Linked DNA regions of Sus scrofa: all the other regions are linked to region 2. A link is a contact called in public Hi-C and HiChIP or PLAC-seq data. All regions are on one chromosome and are shown on one strand. Each heading gives the region's core, a stretch centred on a gene start, on an enhancer-like site or on the middle of the called end of the contact. The rest is flanking DNA. Distances are from core to core; before and after follow the strand shown.

Evidence for each region. A called contact is a pair of places that touch in the nucleus more often than the background predicts. HiChIP or PLAC-seq counts read pairs in DNA pulled down with a chosen protein or histone mark.
Region 1: a contact with region 2 is called in a Hi-C map of retroperitoneal adipose tissue, with 1.9 times the contacts expected there. The contact joins the enhancer-like site here to the promoter of NPR3 in region 2. A contact is called at or near these places in 1 of 5 promoter capture datasets (fetal liver), 8 of 47 Hi-C or Micro-C datasets (alveolar macrophages, embryonic fibroblasts, epiblast stem cells and 4 more) and 2 of 2 datasets of contacts at active chromatin or transcription factors (alveolar macrophages and skeletal muscle).
Region 3: a contact with region 2 is called in an H3K27ac HiChIP or PLAC-seq map of alveolar macrophages. The contact joins the enhancer-like site here to the promoter of NPR3 in region 2. A contact is called at or near these places in 2 of 5 promoter capture datasets (fetal liver and fetal skeletal muscle), 6 of 47 Hi-C or Micro-C datasets (embryonic fibroblasts, epiblast stem cells, fetal liver and 3 more) and 2 of 2 datasets of contacts at active chromatin or transcription factors (alveolar macrophages and skeletal muscle).

What each region holds. Positions count from the first base shown.
Region 1 is chr16:18,966,739-18,970,749 of Sscrofa11.1, forward strand. The region is part of intron 3 of LOC102162488 (a long non-coding RNA gene); the gene reads right to left. Among named protein-coding and RNA genes, the nearest start is that of NPR3, 130 kb to the left of the region's middle. Within about 2 kb of position 1,848, at least 10 of the 83 cell types and tissues checked have an H3K27ac peak or open chromatin away from gene starts, as enhancers often do. A contact at or near this core is called in alveolar macrophages and retroperitoneal adipose tissue, where this site is marked.
Region 2 is chr16:18,840,250-18,844,386 of Sscrofa11.1, forward strand. It overlaps NPR3 (atrial natriuretic peptide receptor 3), which reads left to right and starts at 1,291. Exons shown (of 8, transcript XM_021077060.1): 1 at 1,291-3,000. The coding sequence starts at 2,250.
Region 3 is chr16:18,919,782-18,924,032 of Sscrofa11.1, forward strand. NPR3 (atrial natriuretic peptide receptor 3) reads left to right here. Exons shown (of 8, transcript XM_021077060.1): 6 at 1,466-1,601; 7 at 3,364-3,448. The region is part of intron 3 of LOC102162488 (a long non-coding RNA gene); the gene reads right to left. Among named protein-coding and RNA genes, the nearest start is that of NPR3, 80 kb to the left of the region's middle. Within about 2 kb of position 2,745, at least 1 of the 83 cell types and tissues checked has an H3K27ac peak or open chromatin away from gene starts, as enhancers often do. A contact at or near this core is called in alveolar macrophages, where this site is marked.

The sequences.
Region 1 (4,011 bases), core at 598-3,097, 130 kb after region 2:
GATCTGGGTGTAAGTCCTGCTCTTGCCCTTATTTATGAAGTGTGTGTATTGTTGGATTTGAGCAGAGAGCATGCTCAAATCAAGTGATTTGTGGAGAGTTTAATAAAAGGACTATCCAGAAAGCAAGAGCCAAGTTCAAGGAAAACAGCGAACAGTGCAGTATTTGGGGCTATTGACATGTCATCACCTCTGGACCAGAAAGGGAGGGGGTGGGGAGCCATGTGTGGAAAGCAGAGGGGCAACTAGAAATGAACTGTGTTTGACTAGAGGGATATGGCTCATTCACTGAGATAAACGCCAAGGGCCTACTCTCTGTTGCTTTTCCCTCTCCTACCAGTGTCTCCCATTGGCTGAGCCCCATGAGAAGCCAGAAGCCCAGGGAATCATTGTTGCAGGCTGACAGCTTTCCAGGCACAGAGGGCAGAGGAGGAGAGGGTAGAGAAGGGAGGAGAATGGGTCTGGAGTGGCAAACAAAAGATACACAGCACAAGACCCACAGAAAGACTCAAGAGTTCAGGTAATTTGCTCTCACCTGGGGAGCGGAGCACCACCTAAGCCACTGAATGGGTAAAATACCTAACTTTGTAAACTGCAAATTGAAATATGGTTTAATTGAAAATATTTACTCTTTGTTTCCCAGGGTAGATTTTCATACAATTCAACCCGTTCCCAGATCTAGGAAGAGTGATTCAGTAGCAGGAAATCACTCCCCTGCCGGCTGGCTATAGCGCATTTTGATTAATTGGGGGCTGGGGGTTGGAAAGGCCAGCTTTCAGACCTATGACCTTGTGGCCAGAAATTTCAGCTCTTCTTCAGGATATACAGAAGTATGTGGCTCATTTTCTTTTGTGAGGGGCCTCAGAATTAGAAGCCACTGGTTTAGCATTATTGGGAAGAAAGGTGCCACTTGATTTATTTGCTCAATATTCGTTAATACTCATCTATGTCATAGCTTTGCTAACGTCTACCATAGCTTTCCTCTCCCTCCCATGGAAACTGGCAGGATTTCAAATCTTCTGGAGTAAAGAAAATGCTCCCAGACTCAGTATCATTTGTAGGAAAGGAATATATAAAAAGATGAATTTCATTTTAAAAATCAGTAATTTTCATTCAATTGATTTTTTTATTACTTTAAAGTTTTAATTCTATTATTTTGTTTGTCTATATGTGTGTGGATATATGACACCTAGAAAGCTGGAGCATTTCAATTTTCTGTGTCCCTTAGCATAGGGCCCTGAGGAACGTGTGCTCCTAATGCAGCTTCATCATTTAATTTCCTTTTTTTTTTTCTTTCTCCTTCTCCCTACCCTTCCCTTGATCTTTCATTCTCTTCTCTCTCTCCCTCCCTCCTTATTTCTCCTACACTTCACACATGAGCTCATTCCTTCAAAAGATATTTATTGAATACCTACCAAGTACCAGACACTTTTCTGGGCTTTAGAGATATAGCAGTGAACAAACCAAGAAAATCATCTGCTTATATGCTAGTGTGGGTGACAGACAATAAACAAGATATATAAGTACAACATGCTAGATGCTGGCGATTGCTTGGGAGAAAAATAAATGAAGAAAGGGAAATAAGGGAGCATTGAGCTGCACTTTTTCAAAGACTGATGAAGGAATGGTCCTATTTAACAGTATAGAGAGCACCAAACCAATGTAAAATGAAGTCATACTATGTATTACAGACAGAAACTGTTTTGGTTCTCAATTCTTTAACCCACAGACTTCTGACAACTCAGTGAGATTCTCTGAGTTCTGCATTTCTCACCAGAAAGTAACAGAAGTGGAGTGGGTACAGGAAAGCAGAAGTGCTTTTACTATAGGGAAATGAATCCAGGGTGATAAGCAAACGTAACACTCAAACTGGTTCTTGGCTCCTCCCTTTCTTTCACAGTCTGTCAGTATAGTCTCACAACTCTGCTGTTAGCATCTATCCAGAATCATCAGATCGCTGCTCCCACCTCCCCTGCTACCACCTTGGTCTGAGTCACCATTAGGTCTCGTTTGGATTATTGCAACAAACAACTAATGGCCTCTCAGCTCCTAACCCTACATGCACCAGCTAGAGTGAGCCTTTAAAAAGTCAGATCTTGGAGTTCTCATCGTGACTCAGAGGAAACTAACCCAGCTAACATCCATAAGGACACGGGTTCAATCCCTGGCCTTGCTCAGTGGGTTAAGCATCCAGTGTTGCTGTGAGCTGTGATGTAGGTCGCAGACCTGGCTGGGATCTGGTGTTGCTGTGGTTGTGGTGTAGGCCGGCAGCTATAGCTCTGATTCAACCTTAGTCTGGGAACTTCCATATGCCAGGAGTTTGGCCCTAAAAAGACAAAAAAAGAAAAAACAAAAATCAGATCTTGTCACTCTTTGGTTCAAATCCTGCACTGGCTCCTAAAGTCTTAGTGGCCTTTGGGGCCCACTCTGACTTTTCTCTCAGCCCCTGTCCTCATTCATTCCCCTCTGACCACAATGACATCTTCATTTCTTCTTCAATGTCAAGAATTTTCTGCTGCTTAGGCCTTTGCTTTATCCTTCCTCTGTCTGAAATGATTACCCCAACTTAGCCTCTTTACTAACTGCCTCAAGTCTTCACTTAGTTCTCTTCCTTCTAACAAGGCCTATGTTGATTCCCGTAATTCAGCCTCTCAACCTCTCCTCTCACCATGTCTACCCTTGACTCTCTTATTTCCATAGTACTCATCACTTTTACAAATCTGATAATACTGTTAAATAATTGACTTATTATGTTTATGTGTCTTGCCACCTCCTAGAAATAACTCCAAGTGGGCAGCCCATTAGCCAGGAACAGTGACTGGTCCTGAGCAGGTGCTCAATAAGTATTTGTTCAGAATCACACACACACTTTCCCTACCTTTTCATTTCTCTAATGCTGTCCTTGGCCTGAACTTCTTTCCCCCACACTCTTTGGTCATATCCTACTATTACACACAAAATATTTGTGTCCACCTGCCAGATGCATATGTTGAAGCCCTATAAGTGTGGCTGTATTTGGAGATGGGGCCTCTAAGGAAGTAGTTAAGGTTAAACAAGCTCATAAGCATCATAATTCCACAGGATTAGTCCTTATAAGAAGTGGCAACAGGGAACTTGCTCTCTCTGTTTTTGCTCATGCATCCAGCAAAGGCCATGTGAGTGAGCACACAGTGAGGAAGTTACAAGCCAAGACGACTGCCTTCGCCAGGAACTAAATCAGCTGGCACCTTGAATGTCTAGCTTCCATATCTGTGAGAAATAAATTCCTGGAGTTCCCGTCATGGCTCAGTGGTTAATGAATCTGACTAGGAACCATGAGGTTGAGGGTTCTATCCCTGGCCTAGCTCAGTGGGTTAAGGATCTGGCGTTGCTGTAGCTATGGTGTAGGTTGCAGATGCGGCTCGGATCCCCAGTTGCTGTGCCTCTGGTGTAGGCCAGCGGCTACAGCTCCGATTAGACTCCTAGCCTGGGAACCTCCATATGCCACGGGAGTAGCCCTAGAAAAGGCAAAAAGACAAAAATAAATAAATAAATAAATAAATAAATAAATAAATAAATAAATTCCTGTTGTTCAAGCCACCCAGTACCTGGTGCTTTTTTTATGGCAGCCTGAGAAATTAATACATCTACCCATGTGCTTAGACTCACCTGTACTTTCTCCTCCCCAACTGTGCTGGTCCACACAAACACGTATTTTCTGACTTTCAATGGCATTTTTGGATACAGGACAACTTTTAGAGTTTGATTATACTTTACATTGACCTGTTCTCTATTTTTTTGTGTGCGCATATACTCTCCCAACATCAAGTATAAGCTGCTTAATGAGGGCAGAGGCTGAAACAAATAAAAGTGCCAAATTCTTTTTGAGGAAAGCAACTGTCTTATTTATAGAGAGGATTATAAACTTATTTTATTGCCCAAGATCACAAAAATGGTCCTAAAACAGAACTGAACTTAGTTTTTATAAATCCTAGGCTGGGACTCAATTTTTTTTTTTTTTGTCTTTTGCCACTT
Region 2 (4,137 bases), core at 41-2,540:
AAATTGTATACAGATGCCTCGTGTGCTACTGGCTAGCAGGTCTAGTAACATGAATGAAGGTTTTCGCTGGAATTATAAGGTCCTACTTGAAGATTCAGGGACCACAGAGCATTATCTGAAATCTAAATGCCCCGAGGATGAAACGTTACTCAGCTACATTTACAGTGTCAGAAAGAGCGATAAGGAGGGTGATGTTAAGAGTGGCGAGCACTGATGCCTGAAGTTGCTACATCTCCGGAAACCCCAATTTACCGTTTCACCGTCACAAATGAGAGCGATGGCTCTTTGAGATCCCGGCGTTAAATAAAGCAAAACAAAACAAAACCCAAAACAAACTCAGCGCCTGGGGAGGTGGCAACCGGGGTAGACGGCGGCTGCAAGTTTCTGCCGAAAGAGGGCGTTGGTCTAAGACTAAGAGAAGTTTATGGACAAGAACGCCCAGTCAAATGAAAGACCATTTTAAAATACTTTCAATTTATTTTAATTCGCGGGACCTAAGTGGTGGAATTCACCCTTCCAAAGTAGCAGGTTCACATTGCAAATGACCTCGGTGAAATGTTAACCAGGTTCAGAGGGTCAAGTTCCTCTAGGTCCTGCCCTGCAGCGCAGCGCACTCCGGCGAGGCTCTTCTGGTCACTGACTTCTTCAAGGCCGTTTCCATCCTCGTCTCCAACACTGCTGTGGCTGGGACCAGTGGCGTGACTGGGTCTCGGACGCAGGACCTTTCTCGGCCTTGGAGAACCTAGAGCACAGGTTCTCGCGAGCCGCGGAAGAAAAGCGGTGGGATTTCCCAGCGCAAGGACTGGAGCGGAGGACGCGACTCCACCCAGGGGCCTTCGGGAAAAAGCTTTCGGAAGAAGGTCTCTTTATGTAGTTACCTGGTTTAGCAAACAAAGCCCAAGGATGCCTTGGAGATGCTTTTCAAGCCTTCTGCCACCTCCAGGCGAAAAAGTGTTCTCTCGCCTTTGGGAGCAACAAGTTTCGCTTTTCTGCTCGAAGCGCGCCAGCGGAGGTGTTCGGTGCGCGGGGAACACTGGGTGCGTGGGGAACGCTGGATGCGCCGCAGCACTTCGGCTCCGGCGCGAACCCGGGCTGCCCAGGGGGAGGAGGCCGGCGGGGGGCGGGGGAGGACGCCGGGGCTAGCAAGGCGTTCCAGGTCCGCGACCTAGACGTCTGCATCGGTGCCTTGGTCCTTGTTCCCTGACCTTGAGCCAGGGGGGCTGGGAAGGTCGACTGCCCGCCCCGAGTCGCTTCGGGAGGGAGTGTGGCTGGAGTGAGAGAGAGGTGAGAGCTTTTTTTTTTTTTTTTTGCAACGAAACCACTAATTTCTAGGACCACCCCATTCCTCTTTTTTATTTTTTTTTTTTGCACGTTATGTGTGTGCCTGCGCGCGTTTCTTTACTTTCAAACACATTTCCATTTTTAAAGGCCGGAGCTGAAGAGAGGGCTGCCGCACGCGGGGCAAGGGAGTGGCGGGGACCCTGGTGGCAGTGTGGAGCGGTGGGGGCTCCTGCTGGTGCAGACGTGGGCGACTGCGGCTTTAAGGAAAAGGCCGAGGTCTGACGGGGAGTGGGAGTTAGGGACAGGGGAGGGGTGGGAAGAGTAGGGGTGCGGGGAGGAGCCCTGATGTAAGAATGTTAATGAGAGGCTCCCCAGCCCAGCCCCCACCACTCCCCACTCCCACCCTCCCCACCGGTTGGAAATACAAGCCCAGCCTCGGCGCGCCTTGTGTGGTAACACGCTCCGCCGCTGCCACGCTATTTAAACTCGGGTTATGGATCCAGGAACCGGCGCGAATCAATGAGATCAAACGCGAGGGAGATGCACCGTCAATTACAAGCACCTGGACAAGTCTAACTTTTTCTTCTTTTACAAATACGCTTTCAAAAGAAACCTTAGCAACGCCCAAATAAGAAGCCACCTCTAAGCAAAATAGTATATATAAAGGGAGGGCGAATATATATATATATATTTATAAAAAGTATATTTATAATATAGCTGTATAGGTTTACACCCGGTGAACTTTTTCTTTTCCTTTCTTCTTTTTTCTTTTTTTTAAACGAGTGGCATTGCAAAGGAGGACTCTTCCTCTCTATCTTTTGGCGAGTTAGTGAAGGGGGTATTCTATTTTCTTAGAGCGCCCAAGGGGGCGCAGGGACCTCGGAGAGTAGAGTGGGGAGGAAAGAGGAAGGGTGGGTGGGGGGCAGAGAGCGAGTCCGCAGCGAGGGCAGGCGCTTTCCTGCGGCACGATGCCTTCCCTGCTGGTGCTCACTTTCTCCGCGTGCGTACTGCTCGACTGGGCGTTGCTGGTCGGCTGCACGGGTGGCGGTGTTGGCGGGGGCCCGGGCGGCGGGCGCCGGGAGAGAGAGGCGCTGCCGCCGCAGAAGATCGAGGTGCTGGTGCTGTTGCCCCAGGACGACTCGTACCTGTTTTCCCTGGCCCGGGTGCGGCCGGCCATCGAATATGCACTGCGCAGCGTGGAGGGAAACGGGACCGGGCGGCGGCTTCTGCCACCAGGCACTCGCTTCCAGGTGGCCTACGAAGACTCGGACTGCGGCAACCGCGCACTCTTCAGCCTGGTGGACCGCGTGGCGGCGGCGCGGGGCGCCAAGCCCGACCTCATCCTGGGGCCGGTGTGCGAGTATGCGGCTGCACCGGTAGCCCGGCTTGCGTCCCACTGGGATCTGCCCATGCTGTCAGCCGGGGCACTCGCAGCCGGCTTCCAGCATAAGGACACCGAGTACTCGCACCTCACGCGCGTGGCGCCAGCGTACGCAAAGATGGGAGAGATGATGCTTGCCCTGTTCCGTCACCACCAGTGGAGCCGCGCCGTGCTGGTTTACAGCGACGACAAGCTGGAGCGGAACTGCTTCTTCACCCTCGAGGGGGTCCATGAGGTCTTCCAGGAGGAGGGCTTGCACACGTCCGTCTACAATTTCGATGAGACCAAAGGCTTGGATCTGGACGACATCGTGCGTTACATCCAGGCCAATGAGCGAGGTGAGCAGAAGTGCGCCCCGGGGCCCCCCAGCCCTAACTCAACCACTCTGCTCGGCTCTCCCTACATGCCCCTCCGCGCCTCTGGGACCCCACTACCCTCTACGGCACTGAACACCTGGAGAGGGCGCGTGCACGGAGACTCTCCCTAGTGTGAGCTGTCTGGCTGCAGCGACCTTTGACTATCGCTCAAGGCTGTGGTGGGGTGTACGTAGAGGGTCCTGGGGACATCAAGGAGCCTGGGGGAGGGGGTGTGTGAGCCTGCAGCTCACTAGTGTCTTGGTACGACAGGTGCTGTCAAACCTCTCTGGTTGTTTCTTTTGCGCCGGGCTTGCGGTTTAGGGGCCGGCTCACTACAGGTGCCTTGCTCCAACCAGGGTCTGAAAGCGTGACGAAGCAGAAAAACTTGTTACCCGCTCCTTTTCCGAGGTGCGTCCCCTCCTAGTGAGGAAGTGTAAGCCGATGCTCTACAACCGGCGCGCGGCCAAACGGTCAGCTCCTATCTCCGGGTTTCCCTGGCTGCTGCTTCCACAGATCCCCAGCTTTCTTTTAAAGAGTCATTGCATCTCCTTTCTCATTCCTTCCATGCCCCCCCATCCCCGCGCTAGCCTTTTATGAACGGGCTTCTGTGGTTTCCACCAAAAATACCTCGCAGTGTCTGGACTCAGGCGACCCTCACTTTCCTCCGGGAGGCAGCTAGGCTTGGAGAGCGCGCGCGCTGGAGAAGTGGGGCTGAACCTCTTTTCCACGTGACTCCCCAAGTTTTCTCCGCAGGTATGTGGGGGTTTGAATAAACACCAAACTGGCCAGAGTTCAAGGCTGAGGAGAGTGGCCATGGGTAAAGGGAATGGGAGGAAAAGCAGTGGTCACGGATACATAATCAGGGAAGCGCCAGTGCGGCTCATTTTACTGCGGAGTAGATCAGCGAGAATGCGGTCGTATTCCAACATAGCACAGTCCCCTCCTTACTAATATCAGGTTTGGAGTGCACAGCGCTCGGGGAATCTGGCCTGTGCAGTTGCTTTGCGCTCAAGCTCCTGAATTGCCGGTGATGCAGACCGGCTAAAGCGCTCCAAGACCCCACGCGGGGAGACGCAGGATGAGAGAGGCCGAGCCAGGTGTGGGGCTAGCCCACGACTT
Region 3 (4,251 bases), core at 1,495-3,994, 81 kb after region 2:
ACGAATCCGACTAGGAACCATGAGGTTGCGGGTTCGGTCCCTGCGCTTGCTCAGTGGGTTAAGGATCTGGTGTTGCCGTGAGCTGTGGTGTAGGTTGCAGATGCGGCTTGGATCCCGTGTTGCTGTGGCTCTGGCTAGGCTGGCAGCTACAGCTCCGATTAGACCCCTAGCCTGGGAACCTCCATATGCCGCGGGAGCGGCCCAAGAAATGGCAAAAAGATAAAAAAAAAATAAAATAAATAAACCAGAAACTATGGGTGCACCTTGAACTGAGCCATAAAAGAATACTGATTTATCAGGGGCCACAAGAACTAATGGCAAAGGAGTGCAGCTTAGAAATGGAGGTCCAGATGGGACAAATTCATCAGAGAGGAGGGTGTAACCCTTGAAGTCAGGATGGGGAACAGCCTTCCAGCCAGAGGAGGGTGAAATGGGAAGTTGCTAATGATGCTCTTTAATGTTTGAATTATATGCTAAGATAATTGAGTGGTGTGAGGGGGCCCCTGTAACAGGCTTAGCTTGGGTGTGGGATGGATCCTAACCTCACGCTCCTTCAAAGTAACCTGGGCCTGACAAATGGTTGAGGCCGAGCTGCTCTGTGGCAGGTGGGTGGAGCAGCACCCGCTCCCAGAAGCAAGAGAAAAGCCAGGCCTTCTTCTTCTTTTTTTTTTTCCTTTTTTTGCCATTTCTTGGGCCACTCCCACAGCATATGGAGGTTTCCAGGCTAGGGGCCCAATTGGAGCTGTAGCCGCCAGCCTACACCAGAGCCACAGCAATGCGGGTTCCGAGCCGCATCTGCAACCTACACCACAGCTCATGACAACGCCAGATCCTTAACCCACTGAGCGAGGCCAGGGATCGAACCCACAACCTCATGGTTCCTAGTCGGATTCATTAACCACTGTACCACGATGGGAACTCCAGGCCTTCTGAGACAACTGCTTTCTGCAAAACCCCATTCCCTGCCACTTGGAGCTGGTTCTCTCTAAATTATGCTCACCTTAAGAGCACCTTTGGTGACTATAATTTTTTTTTTTTTTTTTTTTTTTGTCTTTTTGCCATTTCTTGGGCTGCTCCTGCGGCATATGGAGGTTCCCAGGCTACAGGTCTAATTGGAGCTGTAGCTACCGGTCTACGCCAGAGCCACAGCAACTTGGGATCCGAGCCTTATCTGCGACCTACACCACAGCTCACAGCAACACTGGATCCTTCACCCACTGAGCAAGGGCAGGGATCGAACCCACAACCTCATGGTTCCTAGTCAGATTCGTTAACCACTGTGCCACGACAGGAACTCCTGGTGACTGCAAATCTTGATTTACAAAGTCTTCTGAAACACACTGTTACAGTCAGTGTGAAGGAGCCCAACCTGTGCCCCCTTTGGAAACAGGTAACTCTGACCTTTCAGTTGGTATATTTGTTTTTGTTTGTTTGTTTGTTGGTGTTTTTTCCCCCTTTTATATAGGTTATTGGTGACTACTTTGGAAAAGAAGGTCGTTTTGAAATGCGACCGAATGTCAAATATCCTTGGGGACCTTTAAAACTGAGAATAGATGAAACCAGAATTGTGGAGCACACAAACAGCTCTCCTTGCAAAGCATGTAAGTTTAGAGCCTTAATTTGCTGTGTGTTTTATCATCTGTAGCATCAGGATAATGCAGTGGTTATTTAGGAGCTGTTCTGAAAGTCTGAATTTCTGTTTCTGGTGTGATGAAACCCATGGGGACAATACACAAACTGGCAACTGCCTTCATCAGAGGCTTCTGGGTCCTTCATTCCTTCCACACTTTTCCAAAACAGTAGAAGGCTTCTCCCTATTTTTACTAAAACCTTTTAGTATTTGAGGCTTACACTTTTAGGGGAAATTAAAACATCAAATACTAGTCAAATACTAGTTAGTGTCACTCACTTACTCATCTCTTGTTTTAAAGTTTGTATTTATTCTCATACCCCTCAGAAGCAAACAATGTCCCTTAAACACCTAAAGATTTACAAATTAGCAAATAAGTATAAAAGCTGTTATTTAGGAGCAGCTTGTCATAAATATAGAAGAAAGTGGACATTCTTTTAAGGAGTTTACAAGTAGAAAAATGGTTGGAAACCATTGCTTTAGAAAGGCCTTTCGATAAGCTATTGAGGGAGAGCAAAGTGAGTATTGACCTTTCAGGCCAGTTGGTCACTTGAGGCTGACAGATGTGTGCTCCTTATGTTTTAGGAACAGCCTTCGAACTGAGGCATTTATGTTTGTGCAATAACTGTGGGAAGGAATAAGTCAGAAACGTGTCAAAAACATAGTCTCTGGAGTTACAGGGCCTTGACGTGAAATCCCACTCTTGTCACTTACTAGTTTTGTGACCTGAGGAGTGTTCCTTTATTTCTTTAAGCCTCGGTTTTCCCATATGTAAAATGGAAGAAAGGTACCCAATTCTTAGGACAGTTTTGAGGATTCAGTATGCCTTCAAAATGCATTAAAGACTGTGGCCTAAACTCTTTCTCCACAAGTTGGCTATTTATCATTTTTATATAATAACTGGGACACTACTGAACTTGATTGTTTCAAATTGTTACTCACATTTTCACAAAGCTATATAAGACATTTGACTTGAAACTCTAACTTTGGTGAGAGAACATCTAAAAACAGAACATTAACCCAATGACTTTTTCACCAAATCTTCCAGCACTTGGAAGTGTCACCACCCATCTGTGAAAATGAGAAGTGCTGGGTCAGTCCCATAGTCTGTGCGGTTGACTCTCTGACTGTAAACTCAGAAGTGCCCGTGTATCCGGGAACTTGTTTCCAGTTTTCCCCGAATCCTTCTTGAACGTGCCTTATTTCCATTGTGCTCACTTTCTTGTAACAGTTTGTTCATCTAGGTCTTCCTTCCTTCCTTATTTTTTGGCCTCCCTGTGGCATATGGAGTTCCTGGGCCAGGGATCAGATCCTGTTTCACCACAGCGGGAACTCCCACCTAGTGCTTTTTTAAATGCTTTTTTTCTCCCCTGTAAAACATAGATGCTGTGACAGTGCAAACAGCGTTCATTTTACTGCTCAACTTTGGCGTGGGCACATACATAGTTCATTTTTAAAAAACCATTTATACAGATGGTTTTGCACTTGGTAGAAAACCCCCAAACCAAAAACGGAACCACAACTGTAACCATCACCACCACCAGCTCCACAACAGACAGGATCCCCTAGGAAATATTTCTTAAAATGAAAGGAAAATTGGAAAATTTGCCTCAGGTGGGAAATTAAACACTTTCCAGTGAATGAAAGCTTTCAATGAGTGAAAAGTCAGAATGAGGCATTTCTAACTATTTCTCAAAATGAACTCAGATTATCTATGTTTCTTTTTCAAGCAGGTGGCCTAGAAGAATCAGCAGTGACAGGAATTGTTGTGGGGGCCTTACTAGGAGCTGGCTTGCTAATGGCCTTCTACTTTTTCAGGTTAGGACGACTTTATGAAGTTTTAAAATTCACTCTCCTTAATTGCCTTTGTCACTTCTGACTTGTCCCTATCTTGTTCTTACCCCAAAAAGCATGGCGGTTGAAAGAGCTAAGCCATTCCTTTGGTGTGGCCCTGGCTTGGGGGCCAGTGGGTTAGCGTATTAGGAAGTGGGGGTCAGGGGTTTCTAGTGCCTCCCCCTGTGGGCCACAGAGCCACCGCTATCCTCTGCTCACAAATATTCTGACCTGGATTCCTACCACCCACCACATGCCTAAGCGGAGAGGGAATCTGGACAAAGGGGAAATCAACTTCCCCGTTCTCAGGCTTCCTCCAATTCAGAAAGAGATGCTGGCTTCACCTTCCATAGAGGAGGGAGTGGCTCTGAGCAGCCCATGTTCTCAGGCTGGTCTGTGCTCAGTGGTTGAGAACACACATGCCTGGCTACCACTGTGGTTATGGCTCAAGTCGTGTAAAGTTGTAATATTTATGTGTTCCAGACACTGATAGTTTTGCATCTGGAGGGCTGTCCATTCCTTTGTAATCTTTGGTGGTTGAATTTGTGGCTTCTTCTTAAGTCATTAAGATTTTTCATTTCTGCATGGAAATGTAACTCCGGGTGTCTGTGACTCTTTGTGGGAACAACTGTATTCCTGTACACTGCTGCATCTGATCTTTATCTAGGGCATGTCGTGAGAGTTGGGGAGAGCTTCTGTGGCAAAGTAGACAAGGCTTAACCCACAAAGCACCCAGGGAAGAAGGGGAAGGCTTGTTCTATGGCATCTGGGAAAGCAGGCCAATTGTC